2 separate regions of the Rattus norvegicus genome follow, and region 2 is linked to region 1. A link is a contact called in public Hi-C data. All regions are on one chromosome and are shown on one strand. The core of a region is the stretch at or near the end of the contact, and the rest is flanking DNA. Distances in the headings are between cores, read along the strand shown.

Region 1 (5,729 bases), core at 2,713-5,212:
TTGGTCCAGCCATACAGTAGGCGATTCATCTTAAGACAGCACAAAGGTGTGATAAAGGCTACCACACGAAGGAACCAAAGGAACTGGGAGAGCACCTGCCTTCACGTGCTTCACCGTACTTCTCTCTGTGGGGGCGAGTTGTCTCTCAAAGGCCTCATGGAGAAGGCCTGCTCTCTTCTGCTCTTCCACCTCTGGCCAAGCAGAAGGCAGAACCTCCTTGGAGCCTCAAGACCAGGCGCGTCCATGGAGAGAGAAAGTAGAATTGAGTTTCCAGGGACTAAGGGAGGGAAGGACGAAGTCTACTGCCTCACAGGCCACAGAGTTTGTGTTAGGCTGAGGAAGAATTTTGGAAATAAGTAGTCATGCTCATGGCTCAGCATGATGAACTCTACAGGTAAAATCGTGGAGTTTGGAAATGTCATTACATATATCTCCACAATAAAAGCCTTCCCAAAGGGAAAGATGGTGACAATTAAGTGACTCTTAATTGAGTGGACAAAGAGGGCCAGGACAAACAAAAGAGGCAGCACAGGAAAGAGCAGGCCCCGAGGCTGTGCTAGCTGGTCCTCCATTTGGCCTGTGTGAGAGAGAGGTGCCAGGGCTCTAACAACAGACTTCTGCCCATGGACGAAGAACAACGCATTCCGAGACTGCCACATAGAGATATAATTACACAGACTATAAGCAACCCAGAAAAGTGGCTAATTAAGAAAAGGGTGAGAGTTACAAATCATTGTGCTGTGAAATTTCTAGGAAAGAAAGTAAGATCAAGTCAACGGGTCTGCCCTTCCTGTGGATGGCTGCTTTGAGCTGTAGTCTTTATGGGATGAGTGGGACTGTGAAACTGAAGCTGGGCTCACAAGGGCAAACGGGAGGCAGTGCACGTGGAGAGTCACTCACCTGCCCCATCCACACGCCACCCCACCCCAGCGCACCCCTCCTCCCTAACAGTGTTCTGGAAGTGCCACAGGGGGATACCTTTGTCTGTACCCCCAAATACCCTGCGTAGTGAGATTTAAAGAAAAATGCCAAGAGGGAGGAAAAAATGGCTGAGAATGATCTATGGAATTAAGTATTGCTTCAGTTGGAAAAATGGGTAGGTGAGAGGGAGGCGGGGAGGAAAGAGTGAGTAAAGACTGAGGAAGAATCAGTAAGCACCATCTACGCACGTTGGGATGAGTTTGACGACTTCCATGAGGTAGTGCATAAAAATATCAAGGGTAATTATGTCTGAGTGAGAAGTTCGTGAGTAAGGCTTAGTTTTTCTTTACCTCCGCATTGTTGCCCCGCACACCCACGTTTACTACAGGGACCGGACTGATGTTTATTCCTCTCAAAGCAGCCACCGGCTCGTGTTCCCGGTGAATGGTTTCTAGCAGCAGGCACTCTGTGTGCCGTGGCTGCGTGGTCTACAGGAAAGGTATGAGAGAACTGCAGCTGAGCTTGGGCGTCCATAGGTTGGCATAGAAACCTAGGGAACACATAGAGGAGCGGCTGACTGCTCTCCACCCTGGAGACCTTTCAGAGGTTTTGCTGTTCTGCAGATTCATTAAGAAAAGCCCTTTAGGGGCCGGAGAGATGGCTTAGCTGTTAATAGCACTGGCTGCTCTTCTAAAGGACCTGAGTTTGGTTTCCAGTCCCCGCATGTCAGTTCCCAATCATCTGTAACGCCAGTCTTAACTCCAGCGCAACACCCTCTTCCAGTCTCCATAGGACCAGGCAAATACGGTGCACAGACATATATGCAGGCAAAACATCCATACTCAGGGAGTTAGTGAACAATTAAAATGTCCTTTACCCTGCGCAAAGTGGTATTCACTTGCGAACTCCCCACTCTAAGGGTAGAGGCAGGGGGTTGTAAGTTCAGGGCTAGCCTAGGCTAACTGGTGAAACTTTGACTCTGAAAGCAAAAGAAAAGATGACGAAAGTAGGTCACATACAAGATAGCAGGGTGAGGTAAGTGTCTGGGTAACACACAGAGCCCGTCTCCATAGTTACAAATGGTCTTTGAGTAGCAGGCCAGTCAATGCTGAGGTTGTCATCCCCCAGGGGCCTGGAGCTCAGTAAAGACCACAGTCACTCTGGGGCCTCAGACACTCATTGATTTAGCCCATCGATATGCTATTCTCAAGTAGGATATCGGGTCCTAAGCAAATTAATAATGGTAAGCTACTGTGATCACTCACAGATAATTTGGAGTCAACCCCAAGACACTCGTACTGGGCTTTCTAGAGCCCAGTGAATGTTTCTTAGAGCCTCTGCTAACAAAAAAGGAACTGGCGCTGTTTTTCCACTCTGGTCCTCATTTTTGGTCCTATATCTAATTATAGTAACCTTGCCAGTGTCATCATTTAAGGATTAGGGACATTCAAAGGGGATAGGCCATGCGAACTCTGCCTGCTAGGGTTTGAATCAAATGTTCCTACAGGTTTGCTCTACGGTAGGGTGTGGGTCACTGGGGCGGGGGTGAGGGTGGGGCCCCATTTTCTGTCTGCTTTCTGCTTCCCAATTCTGCTGATATGTAGGAAAGGCCAGGAATCTCAGACCTGGCTCCCTCTCCAGTGCAGCTACTTGATACCTACCATCTCCCCTGCCATGATGACCCATGTCCCCCCCAAAACCATGAGCCAAAATAAAGGCTTCCTCTTCAAGCTGTCACATCAGATTATCTGATCACCGTGATGACAAAAGCGACCACTGTGCCCCTTTAGGTACTGGATGCTCACAGGAGAGCCATAAGTGTCCCCACAGGTCTGTGCAGTAGAGTTGTACCTTGTCTTCCCTGTAGGGAAGGACCATGGGAGGACCCACCTCTCATTCACCGCCTTCCAGGATGCAGCTTTCACCAGACACCCAGTGTCAATCTTAGATTCCTCCCGGCACAACTCCGAGGAACGAGGAACGTCTGGTCTTTATAAATCTCTCAGGATCCAGGATCCTATCATAAGAGCACAAACAGGGCACCCTCCCCTGCCATTGCCGCAGACTCACTGGGTCAGGACACGCTGTTTCTCTCGGTTGTCTTTCCCTGACATCTTTTCCTGAACGTTGGACTAAGTAATTCATCACGTGGTAAGCCCACATCAAGCTACACACACCTCCGGGGCAGAAGCATGAGTCACCAGGAGGAAATTTGTGGCAGGGGTGGCACCGGGGCTGAGCTTTTCTCAGTGTGGTTGTTGCTGGAGCGTTTCCCACCGGTTCTCACAATCCTCACCCACTCTCCTGTGTCCTAGAAGGCACGCAGACCATCACCGCTTTCTGTGCATCCCTTGTTCAAAACTTGTACAAATTGAATACAACGGAAGAGAATGTGCTTTATGATTTTTGGTATGGAATGGGAGTTCCGGGTAACTCGAGACGCCCCACATCTCTCCCCGAAGCAGCCTGGCAGGTGCTAACTGCTGAATAACTCCAAGTGTGGGCCCCATAAACCTGCCGCTCATTTAGACGTACAGTACGTGTTTGTGTTTCCAATCAAATGCCGCTGGGTGAATTAAGATCAAGGCTTCCTCTTGACAAGTTTTCCGTTACTTTATGGCCAATTTCCCTCGGATGAAGCTGGAATGGAACCTTCCCTTTCCTCAGATGCCGTTAACAAAGGTGATTTCAAAGAATGGTAATTGTTTCTCTGTAGCTAAATGGGAAACGAGAGGCAGGAAGAACCACCCTTTACCTTACGCTACGAAAACCCCGCGCCTGGTAAGTCTGCCCACCCCACGGAGAACTGAAACGCTATAAAAGTCCCCAGAGTCCCTTCGCTCCAGGTCCCACTGGTTCTGCTGCAGGTGGAGAGCTTAATTCTCATTGTCGCCAGCGAGCATTGCGCTATCTCTGCCGACAGCTTGCTTTAGCCCTAACCGAAACATCACGGTTTCCTGTTTTGCTCAAGCCAGCATGTGGCGTTAAGATACACAGCAAGGTTCAAAATTAGACAACGTTAAGCGACCATCTGGGATCATCTGAGACTCTTTCGGCAGCCATTGAGAGGCAGTCTTGAACCACGGACCTTCTATGGTTGAAGAAGCTGTGTTCTGACTGAGCATTCTGTTTGGCAAGCTCGGAATCATTCACACAGGCAGAATCCCTAGCTGTTTTGATCCTCTGGCTGCTACCATCGCTGACTCTGACCACAGTACTAGTTTGCTGCTTAGAACAACAGTTCTCTTTGCTGAAACCAAGAGCTACTCTAATCACATTATCCCGACGCCAAAACAACCCAGCCGAAACACACATCTGAGGTAGTTGCGTCTCTACCTCAAAAATGCTTTCAGGATAAATCTAAGCTCTGGGGGATGTTCAACGTCCTACCCAAACCTTCACAGTAGCCTGATATCGGTTTCTGTGCTTTTCCAGGTGGGTGCGAGTTTCAGAGTTGGGGGTGTGCTTCACCTGTTATTTGCTGCCTCCTGGGACCTACACACTATGCTGGGTACAAGGTAGGCACATGCATATAGCAGACTAAGGAATGAATGCATATTGCTTAACATCTTGGCAGGCTAACTTAAGCCTGGAAGTTACATAGCTCACTACTACAGAGCCTGAACACACCTTTTGCTCCAACATCTGGTCTACTGTTTGGAAGGTCTGTGTTTTCAAAAGACGCAGAAGTTTGGGGATTTAGCTCAGTGGTAAAGCGCTTGCCTAGCGAGTGCAAGGCCCTGGGTTCGGTCCCCAGCTCTGGAAAAACAAAAAAACAAAAAAACAAAAAAACAAAAACAAAATCAAAAGATGCAGAAACAAAGGCTAGGTATGTAAAGTCTTTCTTCCCCCCTTTATCATTTTTGTCCACTCTTGAGTAATGAGTCCATTAGCCAGGTGTATTCACATATAATACAATCAAGTGCAGTATGATCACAGCTAGACTCAACAAGGATTTGCCAAGATTTGATTCTTACAAAACATAATGGGACTAAATTATGTTCAAGAAGGCAGACGAGACCGGAAGATAGGTGAGGAAGTCCAACGGAAATAGTATGGGGCCAAGGATGTCCACAGCTACAAGGAGTGGCTTGGCACTTGCTAGGGTATAATGCTAATACAGCCATGGGTAGTAGAGTAGCATTTCCAGCAGCAATGAAGTTCATGCACAGTGCTGGTCCACAGGATCATACGACCGGGATTCTGTCTTGTGTGTGTAAGTATGCTCTGTGTGCAGAGCAGCAGAACTCTCAGGGTCAAGTGCTGTTTGACCACACTTACTCCTCCACTGGGCAGGGCTTGGGTCTTTAATCTCATTCCCTTTCCTCTCCAATCCTGACTACCTAGTAGGTGGTTATTGTTTATGAGATGAGAGGACTGATGTGGGCAGTCTAAAAGAACGTCTCCCTCCCTTGCTTACAGGGGAACTTTAGAGAGAAAGCTTTGGTCTGGGTCTTGTTGAATAATTAAATCTCCGGCAAATCGAAAGAATAGTATTTCTTTCTAAGAAGATGCATCTTCATTTTCATTACGCGCATGTGTCTGCGTGTCTGTATGTGGTCGTGTGCACCCGTGTGCAGTTGCCCACAGAGATGGGGAAAGGGTGTCTTATCTTCTGAATCTGGTGTTACAGGCTGCTGTGAGTCACCTGGTGTGGATGCGGAGTCCTCTGCAAGAGCAGTGCCTGCTTCTAACTTGTGAGTCATCTCCTGCCATGGAAGGGTAGTTTCTGCAGAGGAGCAGCAGACGCGTGTGGATGAGCTCCCGGAGTGTGAGCAGCCTGAGCTCAGGGGAACTGTAGGGACTGG
Region 2 (6,344 bases), core at 2,518-5,017, 680 kb after region 1:
CTTACTCTTGGCTATTCTAGAAGGTAACGCTATCCATGTCTATCAGGAGCAGACGATTTCCTATGACAGCTGAAAGGCCAGTAGAGGAGACATCTCCGAAGACAGTCAAAGAAATGCAAATTAAAGAAAGGATGTTGGGTGTGTTAGGTGCTAGTGAGGAAGCTTGATGACCTGAGGTTCATCCCACATGACAGATGGAGAAAACCAATTCCCAAGAGCTGCCCTCTGACCTTCACAGGCACACCCAGAAGAAGCATGCACGCAAGCCCTGTAAACATGATTTTTTAAATGGATAATTTCTCCTTCTTTTCTGAAAAAAATGATGCAGTATTCCTTTGCACTAACCAGAAGGATACATGGAAAAGCTTGACGTATTGGCATATCGATTACTGAAGACCTAAGGAAAGAGACACTAGAAACCACCTCCAAGGAAAGTCTGGAGTATTCTTCCCATTCCAGGACAGAAGTAGCATCCAGTGTCTTCAGACTGTGACTTATCTTAAGACCCAGGCCCTCCCTTCTGAGAACTCCAAAGTACGGTTTGGACAACCTTTTCCAAGACCAATATCCCTTTCCCAGAGGTTCTCGATGGCTCACAGACTTTCACCTTTGGGCTCCAGATGCATCAGAGAAAGAAGACAGAACTGAAAATCTAGAAACCATCTAAGAATCAGACCAGGACCAAGTGGACCCTCCAGAGTTTCCAGCAGACATGGCAAATCCCATGGCTGGACACAAGATGGCTGACCAGGCTTCCAGTCTCACGGGTTGAGAATCATTCTCCGTCACGGGGTTCATCTGTTTGGTTCATGATCAACACCGTCCTGTGTGCCTTCCCCAGGGCAGACTCTACAGAGGCCGCATTGTCTAGAGGCTCCACACTGAGCACCACACAGGGCTTTGGGGCTCTCCGGATCCACAAGGGAGCCCGCCTGCTCCACAAACAGCCTTGGCTTGCATCTGAAGAAAGTGTGTAGAAGCTGGACCTCTGTCGTGGCTCTCCCACCTTAGGCCCCGCCACAGCCATTTAAATAACTTTGACCTTAATGAGCCACTGATGAGACAGTGGCTGTCAGGCTCCCCTGGCATGGACTCCAAGGATCCTTGGAAAAGCAAAATGCCAGACACCCAAGTAAACACTTAAGATACAACAATGCCAAACAGACATGATTAGCAAATGCCTCCAAAAATATGAGCTTCCCCGGGAGACATTATTTACACACTTGGCCATTTTTTCCCCTCTCTTTCTGTGGCTCTCAGAGAGGATTTAGTCCTCTGATAATTTTTCACTCAGGGAAAGACAAAGGCATCCAGGGCGGAAAGGAAGACGCTGCTCCATGAATCAAATCCAGTCTGTCTCACACGTCACAGAGGATTTAAATTTCTGTTCTGAGTAACGATTAGAAAGAGGGCTACAGCCGTTGTCAGGGGGCCTGGCTTCTCACCTCAGTCCAGGAACTGCTCAACAGTGAGGCCCTGGTTGCCTTTCTGAGGTCTGGACTCAGTGGTCTCACAGATCATATCTAGGTTCCTGCCTAGGACTCCCGTGGCTCCCATGGCCTCGGGAATGTGGCTGAGGGCTGGGGGGTCCACTCTCACATGTTTCTGTTATGTGGCAGCCTCTGCCTGTCTCAGAGGCTCTAGGCTGGCGAAGTCTTCACCAACCAGGCAGGGTGACCCAGAGGCTCCCGTCTGCCCGGACAGAACTGAGCTCCAATCCTCAGCAGGGTCTGCTGCTGCCGGGATTGCTGGACTGGAACACACCCTCCCTGCGCTTCCCTAGTCCATTCCTCTCTGTACAGTTTTCTGGTACTCGCCCACAGAAGGCTCTTGAACTAGAATCCTTTTTACAAATCCAGATGGGAGGAAAAGTCCTTGGTCCTGTGAAGGTTCGTTGCCCCAATAATGCCAGGGTGGTGAGGTGGGAGTGGGTGGGTGGGAATGGGAGCATTCTCATAGAAGCAGGGGGATGGGGAGGGGGAGGGAGGGGGAGGGGATAACACTTGAAATGTAAATACATAAAATATCCAAAAACATTAAAATTTTAAAAAAAAGAGAAAAGAAATCCGGACTGACACAGAGACAGCAGCTTTCTAGCAATTCACCCTCCTGAACCGGTTGATTTTTCTCCAGAGCTGACCCCACAGCAACCTTGGGGAGAAGCCTCATTTTCCTATGGCTCAGAGTCTCTGAAAGCTGTGGCTTATTCCTGGTAGCTCTCACCGGTGAAAAGTAGAGCCGTCCCACCATTCTGTCACCTGCTCTCTGTGTGCTAGCAACCATCAGTGCTTCTCTCTTAGAAAGGGCCCAAAAAAAGCAGGCTAAGTTTGAAGTGGCTGATGCGGGCCTTGAACCTGCCATTTCACAGTCCATGGACCTGAAATGTCAGTGTTCCCTAACAGTGGTGCTAATGGCTGAGCTCCGCCAACCTTGGTTATCTCAGATAGAAAGAAGATGAACCGCTTCCAAGATGTCCTCCAACAACTGTACAGCTACTGGTCCCCAAGCTGCTACACCCATAAGCCACCACAGGGCCACCACGGGGCCACCACAGGGACCTCTGCACCTGACAGAGACCCTTTCGTTACCACCATCCTGATAACGCAGAAGTAAGACTCGAATTCGGAGCGCGTGCTGCCTGCGGCTGTCTGAATTCACAGCTAAGGTGAGATCTCAGCGCCCTGCCAATTCACAGGCTGGACGGAGGACAAGGCCATTGCCGCCTTGCAGCAGGAAGCTGGCAGCAATCCCCACCACAGCCAAAGTCACCGAGAAGATAGGCTAAACCCGCAGGGATACACTAAGGTGGGTGCACCTGCACAGATGGACAAGAGCAATCAGGGGAGAAGACCAACCTGGGCGGAGGATGAAGAAATCTCACAGCCAGCCCTACACACGGGTAGGAGTGGCGAGCCCGCCCGATGTCTGCTGCTGTCTGCCTTGCTTGACACCATAACGGGAGAGTGTAAGCAGGGACAAAGAGGGAGAGGTCAAAGAGGCAACTTGGGGTTAACTTCAAAGAATCATGGCTTTCACACCAAGCACCGGACACAAAAGCAGCTCACTAGGCTGGGAACCGATGGAGACATCCCAACAGGAACCACAAAGAGATGGTAAAAAAGCATTAGATTGGTGGAGCTATCGGACCTGAGACAAGCCAGCCCAGATGCAGTGTGCCACACTGTCCTGTCACTGCAGCTGCACAGCTAGGTCACCCCTGCCCATGCAGCACACGCCTAGGAGCAAGCATCCCAGGCTCGCTCCAGCCTGCAGGGAGACCCCTGTTCTTTAGAATCTTGCTGTGTCCCTCAGCAAATGTCACTCAGCACACCAGACGAGTCCGGGAGCCCCCTTATGCCCCGGTCAGTTATAATAGGTGGAAGACACTTGTACAAACCTGCTTACCAAACCTGCACCATTCTCAACAGCCAAGACAGAAATCACCCTAAGTAGCTAAGGGCAGCGAATGGAGAACAGAGGGGATGCAAACCAGGCTGGGGGGCAGAGGGGAGGTTGTTGTTAGGGGTGGCTGCTCAGCCAAGACAATCTCATTCTGTGAGTGCACAGGCCTGAATTCCATCCCCAGAGCCTACGGCTGGTGTGATGATGAAGCTTTGTTACCAAAGAACTGTACTTAGAAAAAAGAAAACAAACTTCAGAGAAATAAAAACCTCAGCAGCAGCCCCTTGAGGGTAGGAGGCCCCACCACAAGGCTCGTGAAGAAGCAGAGCAAAGGCCTCACTCACCATGGTCCACTGTCGGACAGAGACGCCCGCCAGGCTGTCTGTCTGAAAGGCCATGCTGGGTTTGTTCTGTTTGCTGTAGTTTTCTGAGCAGGCTCCATGGTGAGGGGAAGAGGCAAACAGGAATCTTTCATTATCCCTCTCGGCTGAGAAGAAACCTCACCGCAGAATGCACTTACTGGGAAAGTTGGTACAAACAGCAACCATGGAAAGGTCGTGCTTAGCGGAGGCTTCCAGGGAGAACAATTGTCAGAGAGTTGGACTCTGATGGGCAGAGGGAGATGGTGGGTGACAGGTGAGGAGTGAATGCATGAGGAGATGGAGCCCAGCGAGGCCTGAGCCTGAGCAGGACGGAGAATGAGCCCTCTCACCCAGCCTACATCTGAACCACTTCTAAACACCTGCCATCAGAGAGGCACAGCAGCAACAGACGCTCAATGCATGCCCGGCAGACGACAGCAGACAAGACAGCAGGCCGGGCCAGCGGATCAGGTAGCAGGGTGGTAGGAGCGGTTGCAGTTTAGCGCTGAGAGTAGGGACAGAGGAAAAAAACGGTGGTGGCATGGTGAGTTGGTTGCTCTTAGAACACATGGTCTTGAGTATGAGCTCAGAGGTGCCAGACTTGACTCCACAGACATCACTGAGCCAAGGGAGTCTCTCTGAGAAATGTCTGTGAGAGAAAGTGGAAAAAGTGATCTATCAGGTAAGCACCTGCTGAGGTGACTCATCTCCAGATGCCTGAGATCCTGTAAGGGACAGAAAGGGAACTAAAGACTGAAGAGGGGGAGGGGAGGGGAGGGGGATGAGGGGGAGGGGAAGGAGGAGGGGAAGGGGAAGGAGGAGGGGAAGGGGAAGGAGGAGGGGAAGGGAGAGGAGGAGGGGGAGGGAAAGGGGAGAGGGACTGGAAGGGGGAGAGGAGGGGAGGGGGAGGAGGAAGTGGAGGAGGAGGAGAAAGGGGAGAGGAAGAGGAGGAGGAGGAGGAAGAGGAAGAAGAGGAGGGGAGGAGGAGGAAGTGGAGGAGGAGGAGAAAGGGAAGAGGAAGAGGAGGAAGAGGAAGAGGAGGAAGAGGAGGAGGAAGGGAGGAGGAGGGGGAGGAGAAGGGGGAGAAGGAGGAGAAGGGGGAGGAGGAGGGGGAGGGGGAGGAGGAGGGGGAGGGGGAGGGGGAGGGGGAGGGGGGGAGGAAAAATGGAGGGGAGGGGGAGGGGTAAAGGGGACAGGGAGGGGTAAAGGGGAGGGGGAGGGGGAGCAGCAGCAGCAGCATGTGCCTTGCTGAACCCTGCTATGCATGGGTATTTCCTGAGGGCTTCTGCTGGGAATAAATTTAGGAATGAGGCAACCACACAACTCCTCTTTGGAAACATTTAAAAGTTTCTCAATTGTACTGCAAATAAACAAAAAAAAAATTTTTTTTTTGCTTCTTCCTGAGCCTGCACACTCCACACTTTCCTAACCCATTTGTTTGGGGTGAGGCAGAACAGCAGTGAAAACCTGTCAGGATGGATTCTGAAACGCTGCTGAAGAGGAAAGCGAAGGCGTCTTGTAAAGTGGAAAGAAGACAAGACGGAGGGAGAGACAGAAAGGGGAAGTAGAGAGGAGGGGACAAATGGAGCTCGGCAACAATGTCACAGAACAGAACCAGAAAATATCATCCAGTCAGGAAAAAAAAAATCACACATGGTATGTACTCACTGATAAGTGGATATTAGCCCAAAAGCCCGGAATACACAAGATTCAATTCACAGATCACATGAAGCTCAAAAAAGAAGGACCACCAAAGTGCGGATGCTTCAGTCCTTCTTAGAAGGGGGAACAAAAATACTCACAGGAGGGGATATGGAGACAAAGTGTGACGCAAAGACTGAAGGAAAGGCCATTCAGAGCCTGCCCCAACTGGGGATCTAGCCCATATACACACAGACACTAAACCCAGACAATGCTGCTGATGCCAAGAAGTGCATGCTGACAGGAGCCTGATACAGCTGTCTCCTGAGAGGCTCAGCCAGAGAACGACAAATACAGGGGTGAATGTTAGCAGCCAACCATTGAACTGAGAACGGTGTCCCCGTTGGAGGAGTTAGAGAAAGGATTGAAGGAGCTAAAGGGGTTTACAACCCCATAAGAACAACAATACCAACCAACCAGAGCCCCCAGGGACTAAACCACCATCCAAAGAGTACACATGGGCAGACCCATGGCTCCAGCTGCATATGTAGCAGAGGATGGCCTTGTTGGGCACCAATGGGAGGAGAAACCTTTGGTCCTGCCAAGGCTGGATCCCCCAGTGCAGGAGAATGTCAGGGAGGGGAGGTGGGAAGGGGTGGGTGGATGGGAGGGGAACAACCTTACAGAAGAAGGGGAAGGGGAAATGGGGGTTTATGGACGGAAACCGGGAAGGGGGATAACATTTGAAACATAAATAAAAAATCCAATAAAAAATAAGAAACATAAGAAAAAGGGGAAAAAAAGAATGTCACAGGACATGAGGAGGGAGGCAGGAGGGGAAGCGCCATTGAAGTCAAGGAGGAGACTCAGGAACTTCTCCCTCCAAAGTTGAACCACCTTCAAGGAAAGCACAATGAAGGCTAACTCATCATAAGCCTC

What was found. Hi-C and Micro-C count contacts between places; a contact is called where the count stands out from the background.
Region 2: a Hi-C map of frontal cortex shows a contact between it and region 1, with 2.6 times the contacts expected there. The contact joins two enhancer-like sites. A contact is called at or near these places in 3 of 12 Hi-C or Micro-C datasets (frontal cortex, kidney and prefrontal cortex).

Annotation. Positions count from the first base shown.
Region 1 is chr2:244,553,524-244,559,252 of GRCr8, forward strand. The region is part of intron 2 of St6galnac5 (ST6 N-acetylgalactosaminide alpha-2,6-sialyltransferase 5); the gene reads right to left. Among named protein-coding and RNA genes, the nearest start is that of St6galnac5, 15 kb to the right of the region's middle. Within about 2 kb of position 3,963, at least 18 of the 93 cell types and tissues checked have an H3K27ac peak or open chromatin away from gene starts, as enhancers often do.
Region 2 is chr2:245,236,699-245,243,042 of GRCr8, forward strand. All of the region lies in intron 1 of St6galnac3 (ST6 N-acetylgalactosaminide alpha-2,6-sialyltransferase 3), which reads right to left. Among named protein-coding and RNA genes, the nearest start is that of St6galnac3, 65 kb to the right of the region's middle. Within about 2 kb of position 3,768, at least 17 of the 93 cell types and tissues checked have an H3K27ac peak or open chromatin away from gene starts, as enhancers often do.